4 separate regions of the Mus musculus genome follow, and regions 1, 2 and 3 are each linked to region 4. The links are chromatin contacts, called in public HiChIP or PLAC-seq maps. All regions are on one chromosome and are shown on one strand. The core of a region is the stretch at or near the end of the contact, and the rest is flanking DNA. Distances in the headings are between cores, read along the strand shown. Region 1 overlaps Gm41334 (a long non-coding RNA gene). Region 2 has its middle 170 kb from the start of Gm24696. Region 3 has its middle 17 kb from the start of Gm41335. Region 4 has its middle 170 kb from the start of Gm41333.

What was found. HiChIP or PLAC-seq counts read pairs in DNA pulled down with a chosen protein or histone mark.
Region 1: a contact with region 4 is called in a CTCF HiChIP or PLAC-seq map of the NIH/3T3 cell line, with 6 read pairs. The contact joins two enhancer-like sites. A contact is called at or near these places in 1 of 15 datasets of contacts at CTCF or cohesin (the NIH/3T3 cell line), 2 of 115 datasets of contacts at active chromatin or transcription factors (cardiomyocytes and pancreatic cancer cells) and 1 of 9 other capture datasets (embryonic tail).
Region 2: a contact with region 4 is called in a FOXA1 HiChIP or PLAC-seq map of pancreatic cancer cells. The contact joins two enhancer-like sites. A contact is called at or near these places in 1 of 115 datasets of contacts at active chromatin or transcription factors (pancreatic cancer cells) and 1 of 9 other capture datasets (embryonic stem cells).
Region 3: a contact with region 4 is called in an H3K27ac HiChIP or PLAC-seq map of the NIH/3T3 cell line, with 9 times the contacts expected there. The contact joins two enhancer-like sites. A contact is called at or near these places in 1 of 15 datasets of contacts at CTCF or cohesin (the NIH/3T3 cell line) and 2 of 115 datasets of contacts at active chromatin or transcription factors (the NIH/3T3 cell line and vascular smooth muscle cells).

Annotation. Positions count from the first base shown.
Region 1 is chr15:63,065,145-63,067,844 of GRCm38.p6, forward strand. It overlaps Gm41334 (a long non-coding RNA gene), which reads right to left. Exons shown (of 3, transcript XR_875378.1): 3 at 2,356-2,477. Among named protein-coding and RNA genes, the nearest start is that of Gm41334, 4.3 kb to the right of the region's middle. RefSeq lists an enhancer at 558-2,467. Within about 2 kb of position 1,392, at least 43 of the 459 cell types and tissues checked have an H3K27ac peak or open chromatin away from gene starts, as enhancers often do. A contact at or near this core is called in the NIH/3T3 cell line and pancreatic cancer cells, where this site is marked.
Region 2 is chr15:61,531,405-61,534,244 of GRCm38.p6, forward strand. No RefSeq gene overlaps it. Among named protein-coding and RNA genes, the nearest start is that of Gm24696, 170 kb to the left of the region's middle. Within about 2 kb of position 1,532, at least 64 of the 459 cell types and tissues checked have an H3K27ac peak or open chromatin away from gene starts, as enhancers often do. A contact at or near this core is called in pancreatic cancer cells, where this site is marked.
Region 3 is chr15:63,339,103-63,341,915 of GRCm38.p6, forward strand. No RefSeq gene overlaps it. Among named protein-coding and RNA genes, the nearest start is that of Gm41335, 17 kb to the right of the region's middle. Within about 2 kb of position 1,464, at least 70 of the 459 cell types and tissues checked have an H3K27ac peak or open chromatin away from gene starts, as enhancers often do. A contact at or near this core is called in the NIH/3T3 cell line, where this site is marked.
Region 4 is chr15:62,499,806-62,502,505 of GRCm38.p6, forward strand. No RefSeq gene overlaps it. Among named protein-coding and RNA genes, the nearest start is that of Gm41333, 170 kb to the right of the region's middle. Within about 2 kb of position 1,401, at least 61 of the 459 cell types and tissues checked have an H3K27ac peak or open chromatin away from gene starts, as enhancers often do. A contact at or near this core is called in the NIH/3T3 cell line and pancreatic cancer cells, where this site is marked.

The sequences.
Region 1 (2,700 bases), core at 142-2,641, 570 kb after region 4:
GGCGTTCCCCTGTACTGGGGCATATAAAGTTTGCGAGTCCAAAGGGCCTCTCTTTCCAGTGATGGCTGACTAGGCCATCTTTTGAAACATATGCAGCTAGAGATGTCCTTTTTCTTCCTGAATGCGAAGCTTAGATTCTTAGTCAGTCATCCTACATTTGGCAGTTGAATAACCATTGGGACAATGTGTATGCTATGGTATCATCAGATCATTTGTTGAGGTTAATGGTAAGATAACTACAATAAACCAGTTCAGGAAGTATTTTAAATCCATAGATTCTGAACTGAAAATTTGAACTATATGAACATCATAAGGTTATTTGGGAAATTTAACATGAAGATCTGAATCTTTGGTTCTTGCTAATGTAGAATGATGGGAGTCAGTCCGTGGATGAGTCTTATGAAGATTTTTTTTTTTTTGGTTTTTCAAGACAGGGTTTCTCTGTATAGCCCTGGCTGTCCTGGAACTCACTTTGTAGACCAGGCTGACCTTGAACTCCGAAATCCGCCTGCCTTTGCCTCCAAAGTGCTGGGATTAAAGGCTTAAGCCACCACACTGGGCACGTTATGAGGATTTTAAGTGAGAGAATTTAAGGTGTAAGTTATAAGAAGCTACCATTTTTACTAGCAGTAAGTGTACTGTTACAAATAGGACCCAGGTAATAATCTCTGATATTCATGATTCTGACAAAAGCATTTCCAACAAGGTTTTGAGAAACTATATAGTATGTAGCAATACAGAAAACAGGAAAGTACTACATTTGTCATAGACAACTATTTCTTCCTCCTTAGCACTCCTCTCTCATTAGGATAAGAAGACATCCTGGGCAGGGTCAGCTAATAGCATTCTACATGAGGCCCTACTCTAAACCAAACTCACTGTCTTTGCTATCAGCAGCCGGCTCCCGATGTGTGTCAATTACAAAGAGAGCAGGGCTCCAAAGACCATGAAGCCCAAATGTGGTTACTGAGCAAACAGGGCTATTTGAAGTGCATTCCTTTCTGCTGAGCTTGGTGTCAGTAAAAAGGAACTCTCTTTTCCTATAGCAAGACCCTCATGTCCTAGTGAGGTTTCAGCCAAGAGTTGTGCAGTGTTGGCAGTGAGGGAGGGACTGGTGGCCACTTGAAATTCTCAAGTCCATGTCCCCAAACACTAGACAGAAAGGCCCTTATTTTTGGCTCCATGCCCTTCTCCAATTTCATTTCCACTGAAGAGTGGCCCAAGCTCTGTGATCTGTTCCATCAACACTGTGGCTAAAATTAAATTTCAGAGTCCTAGTGCAGAATGAGCTGAAGTCTTTTCTAAAGTGCATTCACCCCTGCTGTGTGAGTGTTCTTTACTAAGGAGATGTCAAGAGGGGAGTGTCCTCAACAGGATTTGTTTCTGGGAGAAAAGTAGGAGATTTACACAAGTTTCACTAGACTTTGAGGGGTTAGGAGATGACTAAGTCCTAACCTCAAGATACTTACTTTCTTTTGCAAAGTCTTAGATGTAGATCACAAATTCTACTATGAAGCAGGCAAAATTTCTTAACTGAATAACTAACACAATAACAACAGAGATTCCTATCTGACTCAGTTCTTGACCAGTAGCCCCTTTTATAGATATTGTCTTTCTTGACCTTTATAACATCCCTGTATTTTATGGGATCATGGTCCCTCCATTTGAAACCTGAACAAACACATGCTCAGAAAAACAAAAGCATATTAGTCAATTTAAATGAGTCCAGGATTGCTGTATGTCTTCTTGTCTCAAAATACTACACTGTTTCCTCAAGTAAAATGCTATTCTAGGACAGAGTCCGGAGAATTTTCATAGGGAGAGGTAGTGTTATATCAAATGGCCAGAATTAAAAACATAACATTTTGTGACTTTTTTCTCTATTCATCTGTCTACAAGCCAGATAGCATAGTAATTAGCAAAAGATTTGTTTTCCAAAGGAAGTTAACAACCCTTCCCTCTATCTCTACAAACAATTGTTGATAATGTACATAGTCATTTCTCGATCTCAAACAGTTGCCTAGTCCCTGTACTGCCTGTTACACAATTCAAGATAAGCCCTGTGTGGCAAATCATTGGAAAGCCCCTTCCATCTAGTCAGAAAATTCAGCCAAAGGTAAGCAAACAGTTTGGGAAGATTCCAGAATCCTGAAGTAAGCATGCGATTTAACAGTGCAAGTGCTCTTACACACCATTCAAGGGCCATGACTAACTTCCTGTAAGGCACTTACAAAGTCTCTTGCAAATGGAGGCAGTGGTATTTTGTGTCATTGTTTCTCCTGACTGAAAATAGCCTTTTATTCAGTAACATGCAAGAGGAAATAGATGATCTAGCACATACACTAGGAAATCCTGTGAGCTCCTCACTTATCGGTTTATTCTGTCTATTTTTGATCAATACACCTTACATATTTGGTGAGGAGGCAATGACTCCAAATAAGTGTGCTTATTGCTTGGTGATCTGCCACTCTTGAGGTCTGTAAGATACAGTAATTAGAACATCATTTAAGACGTTTATTTCCTCTTTTATATCAGAAAAATCTATGCTATATAATATGAAATAAAGATTCAATTACAGAGGTTTGAACTTGTGTCAGGGCTTAACCCATTGTCCTGTTCTTTGTTTGTTTGTTTTTATTTGTTTTTGTTGTTCTTAAATGTACATTTTCAATACCTCTACCACAAATATAATATAAAATA
Region 2 (2,840 bases), core at 282-2,781, 970 kb before region 4:
TCCTTAAGGGAATGCTTTTTACATGTCAAATGGATATGAGTAAGAAAAAGTGCAGTCTACCTGGGCCTCTCGGTTTCCTAAGCTTGAATTCAGCTGGCCATGGGAGATTGCCCAGTCTGTGGCGATGAATGAAATGAGGGAGAATTACATCAGTATTAGTTTACTTCCCTGATAGTCTTGAGCCACAGAGTAAGACACACCAATCATTTTGCTACATAAAAGAATTGTGTCTGAACTATTTCCCTTTGGCTATTGTGTTACTTGGTACTTACATGTTACTTGGTGATAGGTTTTTGTGGTGGTAGTACTGATGGTGGTCGTGACGGTGGTGCAAGTGGGAGTGGTATTGTTGAGTCTTGATTCAGAAATCAGGAGGGTATTGAAGTATTCATGGGTTGTATCATTTTGATAACCAGGCACTATTGGGTGATAACACTGATTTCCAGTGTAAGCCAAGAATTTGCAGGAAGTTCAGGATGCCTTTTTCTTTTCTTCTCTTCTCTTCTTTTCTCTTCTCTTCTCTTTTCTTTCTTTCTTTGTTTTTTTTTTGTTTGTTTTTTTGTTTTTTAATGAACATTAGGACCTCATGAGTGGATAAGCACAGGCAACTGAAATTTTTGTTCTCTATAGGGTCCTCCTAAATTCTTAAATTTTCATTGCTTCAGGACTTGCATTTTCACAGGAATTAAACAATGGATATAAAAGAAGAGAGATAAACAATCACACCCAGAGTGACTTCCCACTCTTCATTGTCTCATGCAAAGGAAAGAAATTCTTTGGGTGAGTTCCTTCCAAAGCAAACATCCTGAGCACCTAGGCATCCCACTTGTGGATCACAGTAGCCAGCAGGATGACTCACTGGTATTCATGGAACTCCCTGTTGCCAGTGAATTACACTGAGAAGTTTCTAGGCAGCCACATTGCTGGCGATGAAGAGGTCGGGGGCTAGGAGTTGCCCAAATGGGTCACTTTCTAGAATGGTTCTTGATATACTGAGAACTGGGATCTTGGTATTCTAACAGGATCTTTTCTACCGGTAGCATATGCACTTATAGAGCGAGGGAATTAAAATGCAGTGGGTTAAGTTGAAAGCTTAATGCCATGCCATCTGCAAAAACTCAATACTTTTCAAGCTTATATACCCTGCACTCTATCTAAACTACTTGTCCTGCCATCTGCTTTTGTTCTGTAAATAACTATTCCCAATCCAACTGCCTACTGAACAACTAGCCAATGATTCAGTTAATAATTATAAACCTTAACAATCCAGCAAGCAACCACATACAAAGGAACTAGATATCACTTGTCTGAATATTTGATAGTCATGCAAGACCGAAAATGGGCCTTCTGGAACAACAGTCATGTTGGGAACTGTTGGGGAAGGGGCAGGGTGGGGTGGATTGGTGGGTTTTGAATGAAACGTTGCCTTAACGGTCCCAGTTCAATCTTTCCCACACAAGCTCAAGCCCACATCTCACAGAAGTATTATATCTGTTCACTTCCTTGTACTTCGCTCCAAGAATGAGTGAGTCATGGTTTAAGGACAAATTCTTAACATAGGTGCTACAGGCAAACAAAGGAAAACCAAACGCCTCATTCTTCTATTTCTCCTTTAAAAGGAAACTCATGCTGGAGGCATTTGGGTAACATTCCTTTTATATAACAGCACGAACTTCATCTGAAGGAAGAAACAGTGCAGCTGTAGAAACGGGTAGGTGTGGGATTGCTCTTCTCTCACCTATGACCCTTCCTGGCCGTATCTTAATGTAATACCACAAGTTCTGGGCCAGCACTGAATGTGAAGGTGGGACATGGAAAAAGGACATACAGAAGAGGCAGCATGCTTGTCCTGTGTTAGGACATGATGAGGCAGGCTCTTTAAATGCATGGGTGGCTCAGATAGATGGGCTGGGGTTATATCCTGTTCTGATGTTTATTGGCTGTGTGATTCTGGCAATGTAGTAGAGGACTGCTGTGAGTTATCACACCGTTGGAAAAATCAGGATTATATCAAAAGTTAATAGATAATTTATGTTCAGCTGTGTCTGATACACATAGATTCACTGAACCCTGTAGAGTTCAGTGCTGGCTTCTTCTTCAAGACGAGAAACTGATTTTCTTTGTTTTAGGTTTTTGGTTTTGTTGTTGTTTGTTTGTTGTTTTGTTTGGCTTTCATTTTGCCCTGTATTTGAGACTGAAGAAGAACTTACAGGAATGTTCTAGAAACAGGAGAAATTAACTTGTCTCAACAATAGCTCAGATGTGAGACCTCAGAGCTAACCACACATTAACTGCTTTGTGGTCAGATTAAAAAAAAAAGCATGCAGGCCATCTTTACTCCTAATAATTTCTGCATCTCAGAATATGAAAAACTTTTATGTAATATCTTAGATAGTTTCTATTAATCTATTAATCTATCAATGTCCTGAATAGATTTGGTGGTTGCTCTTTGGAACCATTTCACACTGGTAGTGTATCAGATGGCACTCAGAAACATAGGCAGGCAGTGCTTAAATGAAAGAGGTTCCATTCTTCTCTTGTAGAACAGCATTGTCTCCTTCCAGCCAGATCACCATCATTAATTTTATTTAACAGTCTTTTTGAAGAGACATTTTTTTCACTCGTACTATTTCTACTGTGCCACTTCCTGTGTCAGGACATTCGTCCTTTGTGTGTAACTGTTCTCTATGTCCCCTGCTTTGCTTTCTGAGTTTGCTCCCCACATCTGAACTGGAATCACTCCCTTATTGGCTGTGAGGTGCTATCTCCTAGCAACATCAGAAGCTACACTCAAAAGATCTAACCAACCTGACTGTCCAATGTGAAATGAACAAGGATGG
Region 3 (2,813 bases), core at 214-2,713, 840 kb after region 4:
GAACTTTCTTTTCTAAATTAATATATAAATAAGCATATGTATACCTCTAAAAGCTATTTGCATACTTTTATAATCTGGTGTCATATGGTAAATAAATGAATAAAAGCATGAAATAAAATAAGTAGCATAAACTATTATTGGTGTACTCTGAACAGTAAGTCTCATATTAACATCAAGTTCAAAAGAGAACTTACATCATCTTTAGGAAAGATTTTAGAGGGCACGTAGGTCTTCACTGGAGTCATTTGTAAATTTGTCAGAGAAATTTCATTCACATCACATCAAAATTTCTTAAAACTATTTAAAGAAATCTTATTTAGGTAGTTATTTATTTAACTTATTTATTTAGTTTATGTGTATGAGTGATTTGCCTGTATGTAATTTTTTTCTGTGTGTGTGATGTGTGTGTGTGATATATGTGTGTGTGATGTATGTGTGTGTGTGTGTGCATGTGTAGTACATTATGACATTATGTCTGGTGCTCATTGAAGTCAGGAGTCATATCCACAAAATTCTAATTACAAACATTTGTGAGTTACTACGTAGGTGCTGGGAATTGAACCTGAGTCCTCTGTAAGAGTAGCCAGTGCTCTAAACTGCTGACCTATCCATTTCTCCAGCACCTTACAGCATTTTCCCCATATTTCATCTGACTTTATCACCTAGTTGCATCCAAGAGTTTCTTTGTAAATTCTTAAACTCTGAGAAACTCTGAATGTGTGCAATTTTTCTCCTTCTAGCTTCCCTAATCTGTCAGATATGGGACTTTCTCATAAGGCCCTCACTCCTTATAATGACAATAAAATAACCATTCCCTGCATCTTAGCTCCATCTGTTTACCCTTGCCTCCATCACCATGAGAAAATTGCTGGGATCTTGATTAGTTAGTATTTCTGTCATGTAAGGATACACATAAGCTCATAGAATGGGTGTCTCCATGTGCACTTGAGTCACAGAAAGCATTCAAACAAGAACAGTGCTATCAAGCCTTGAACTAGGCAATAAAATTGGATGTTCATATTATGTACACATCCCTATTGTGCATACTCTCTGATCCTGAATGCTAGGAATTTGGAATCTACATGTTCTGTCACATTCTCTCCTACCTTGGAAATGTAGTTCCTGAAGAAAAGAGCCACACTGAAGCCTAAGGAACCAATAATCAGTTGCTCTTTCTAATTGAGCACTTCTCTTTGCTTAGATTTTGGAAGAAGCATGAAAATGATTTACTGATTTAGGAACTGGGTGGAGTGGACCACAGAAAGACAAATCAAAAACATCTGGAATGAACTATTTGAGAGAGAAACGGGGAGGGAAAAAAAAAGTAGAGCTTTCAAATGAAACGAAGTACAGATGATTTGGCCAAATTCAAGCCAAGCCAAACACTCACATTAAACATTGCACTTGGGTCTGGTTCAATAGCAGGAGCCGGCAAGGGGGAGCCTCAGCCAACACTGCATCAGAGGCACATTGTGGAGGGAGGAAATGAGTTTAGTCAAGCCAGCTGTGACTTCAAAGCCGTGGCTCTCCCAGAGAACAGTGGGAAAGGGTTCCCCCTTCAGTGAAGACTGCAAAGTTCATCCAAAGACAGTCCGAAGGGAACTAACTCTGGGAAGAAGCAAATTGCATTCCACACTCTAAATAATACTTTCCTTGCATGAAGTGGTGGTGACCATCTATTTAAAGAGACAGAAAAAGAATGAGGAAGAGGTGATAAGGAGACGTCTCTGATGCACATTCCAGGACACACAAAACTGGTGTGTCTGTGTTTGCTTTTCAGCAAAGATAGGCATGTCTTTGCATGAGTCATGCTTCCAGCTATGTGAAAGGTGACAACACAGGATTTCTCTTCTGAAAGATTCCCATGATTTCTTTCCCCTCTTTGAACTTCTAGAAAACTAATATTTCTTTCAATGCATTTCCTCAGTAAAATTTTATCAAGAAACCCATGGTGGGTTAGGTGGGGGTAAAACAAAGATAAGCAAGGAGAAGCTAGACATATAAACAAAGGCTTATGGTATTGAACCAGAAGCCCCTGTTAGAGCAATGGTTCCCAGAGAGTAGTCTCCTAAAAGGTGAAAGCAGAGGCAAGAACAGCACTGGGGTAGGAAAGTTTGCAAGCTCTAGCCTCAATGCACTGAATGAGAAGGTGCAGTTGGTTTATTGAGCTCTCCCATTGATTCAGATAAGTCTTAAACCTGGGAAACCACTTTTATAAAATAGAAACAGAGGCTTCTGGAGCAGAGAGCCAGTACTACTGAGCCAAAATGGAGATCTTCTACCATGTACAAATCATGGGCTCATCTCCAGGTTAGAATTCTATAGGTGGCCCTCTGTCAATACACAACCATGAGCCTTTGCTTCTAAGTAAACTGCTAAGATTCAAAGGTAAGGAATTATTTATTCTACACCCTCCCCAGCCTTCTCCTTCCAGCTCAATGACTCTCAACCTGTAGGTCATGACCCCCAAAGACCAATATCTATACTGCTAGTCATAACAGTAGCAAAATTACGTTTGAGGGTCACCACGACATGAGGAACTTTATTTAAAGGGTCACTGCATTCGGAAGGTTGAGAACTCACTGTTCTAGCTAGCTTCAGGTCCAGTTCTTGGATGATACAGCTTTTAGAACTTACTTTGAGACACTAATTCTGAAAGTTTACACTCCTCAGGAAATCTTGGCAAGCATGTATTTGCAAAACTTTCCAACTCTTGAATATTCGAGAAGAATAGTGGTTATCTCCTTGAAGCACTCACTGGATGATTGGATCTCTACTGGATGATTGGATTGGCATCCTTATCAAGGGTTTTC
Region 4 (2,700 bases), core at 151-2,650:
CAAGATGGGTAGGAAAAGCCCCTCAAACAAAGCTTAGTTGTGCTCTGCAGCTCACACTCCATGCCTTTTCCAATTTCTCATTCTTCAGTGATTTATTTAATGGGTCTTTTTTTTTTCCTGGTAAGAGGGAGTCTCTCTCAAAGTTAACTTCCTCTATAGATGTGGCTCTTCTTATAAGAAGGCAGCTACTTTTTAAAGAACTACTCTCATGTCTATATGCTTTAAAATAACAAGCTCAAAATAATCCTACTGCTAAAGAGGCACATTTTCCAGTCTATAGTCTGGCCTTGTACAGTCATACCTTCAGTCATTGTTTTCTGGGTTCCATTAGGAGTGAAATGACCTAAAGTTTGGACTTCTTGGAGCATGATGCTGAGTAATGTAAGAAGTCTGTATATGTCTACTTTCCTTACCTGTACAGTCAGGATAATGGGGGCTTTTAATTAGCTAAGCACAGTAAGCACACACGTAGAATTCTAGCACCTGGAAGATAAAGGCAAGAGGATCAGGAGTTTGAGTATCACCTCTGTTGCACAGTGAATTTGACACCAACATGTGTTATGTAAGACTCTTAAAAACATTAAAAAAGGAAAAGAAAGAAAACCAGCTAAGATTTTACTCAGTCATAGTAGTACATTCTACTACATTATGGTTTATTTTAGAACACTTACTGTCAGTAAAGACCATGCATTGGAAACCAGTTAGAGATGGGAATGTAAACATGATGAGGGTGTATGTGCTTAGATCAAGGAGATGACAAAGACTTTGTTAGTGCTCCGCCAGTACAATATAAGAATGAAAGTAGGCTTGGAAGGAGGCAGAAGACAAAAGACCTGAGAGAGGCTAGGAAGTGCTTAGGTTCATAGGTCAACAACTATAGTAATTATTACTGGGATATGATCCTTCTAGAACCTTTGTCCTTAACCTGCCAAACACTAGTCACTACTAATGAGACTGTTTATCTTCAGATAGTGAAGCTTCCTAAGGCTTAAGTCTTACTTCAATCGTGTATTTGGTACCCAGCATGACAGCACAATAGGTGATCAAATAAATTCTTTGTGACTTGATTTTAACTTGCTTCTTCTAGCAATAGTATGTTAAGTCCTAAAGCAGTGAAAACTAATGAGTGAGTTCCTTCTTTGACCTTTCAGGGGTAGAAGCAAGCATGCTAACAGGGAGGAGATATAGTCTAGACTTGCCCATTTTAACCAAGTTGCTGGGTGCTTTTTGAGCATGCACAAGTTCACTAGGACCTGTTTATTGTCCTCTAAACGGTGTGCCAAATGCTGCATTCCTCTCTGCTTTGTCATGCATCTATGATTGCTAGTCACATGGTAACTAGTGACCATGCTCTCATCTTATGCAATAGCTCCCGGTGGACTCCTGGTCAGGGGATAAATGAGGCGATGCATTCCTGAGTTATGACTGGCCTGCTGGGTCCACTTGCAGGACACCTTGCTCATCTACACCGTACCCCCTCCCCCCCAGCTTCCTTAACAGGTTTCTCATTTCTCCCCATAAAGATCATGTTTCAGGTTTTATGTTGAAACTTTGACAGCCTCCTCTCCAGAGGTGACTTCAGAAACCTGATGAGAGCCCCATTAGGTTCAAAAGAACTGCTTACAAGCAGGGGCAGAAGGGCTTGGAGGGGTAGGGGAATGAAGTCTTCCTAAGTACTGGAGGCAGGCACAAAAATGGATGCTTTGCTTTAGAAGACAGGATGTGGCTTCATCATTACCAGCTGTTGTATGTTGGCACAAGCCCCTCTTCTCCATCATGTTACTTTCTTGTTCTAGAACATGGGAATAAAACATTTCCTCTTCAGGTTGCTAGGACAATATATCCAGGTGATGATTATAAAAGAAGCCCCAATAGGAAGCTTCTATACAAAGCCCCTATATTCAGCTCGCTCAGAATAGCTCATGCAGAGCTAAGATAGAGTTAAATAGAGCAAGAGACATTTTTTGGGGGGAAATGTTGATGGAGGATGAGAAGAAATAGAAGAAGCTTATCACGCTGTGAAGGGAGTGCTATCCCTAGAGAAGGCCATGAGGAAAGCAAGAGGAGTCCATTGAGCCACAAGCCATAGAACATTATTTCTTGGGTCTCTGCTAGGCAGGTGATAAAACACAGAATAATGATTCTGGTCAGAGTCCAGCTATAAAGGGACCCTTTGGTTTTAATATATATGTAGCCCGCAGGATCTAGGTGGAAATAGCCCACGAGTGTGAGTTTCACTCTGCGTGCTAGAAGAACTCTGATGACGGAACAGCTGGGGACTATGGGGTTCCTATGTTCCAGTCCTTAGGTTTTCTGCTGAGCAGACATCTTGATATGAACCTCTCTTTTTTTTCCCCTATCACTTTCTATGACCATGTTATGCAGCTAAAGATTTCTATCATACACTTTGTTAGTGCAGGTCTGGTGTAATAAAACTCTATAAATATGTTAGCATAAACTTGAAAATGTATTATTTTACAATTTTTGAAACTTGATCTTCAAGATAAGGTGTCTATAGGATTTTTTTTTTTAATGGGTAGACAATGCCCTTCTTTTGTTTTCTTATTGTCTTTCCTCTGGTGTTTGGCATAAGAGTAGTAGTTCACTTAGATCAGGACCCAGTTGACTTTGCTCAAACTTAATTACCTCCTGAAAGTCCTTATTTCAAAACATTGTCTCATTGTGGATTCAGCCTTGACT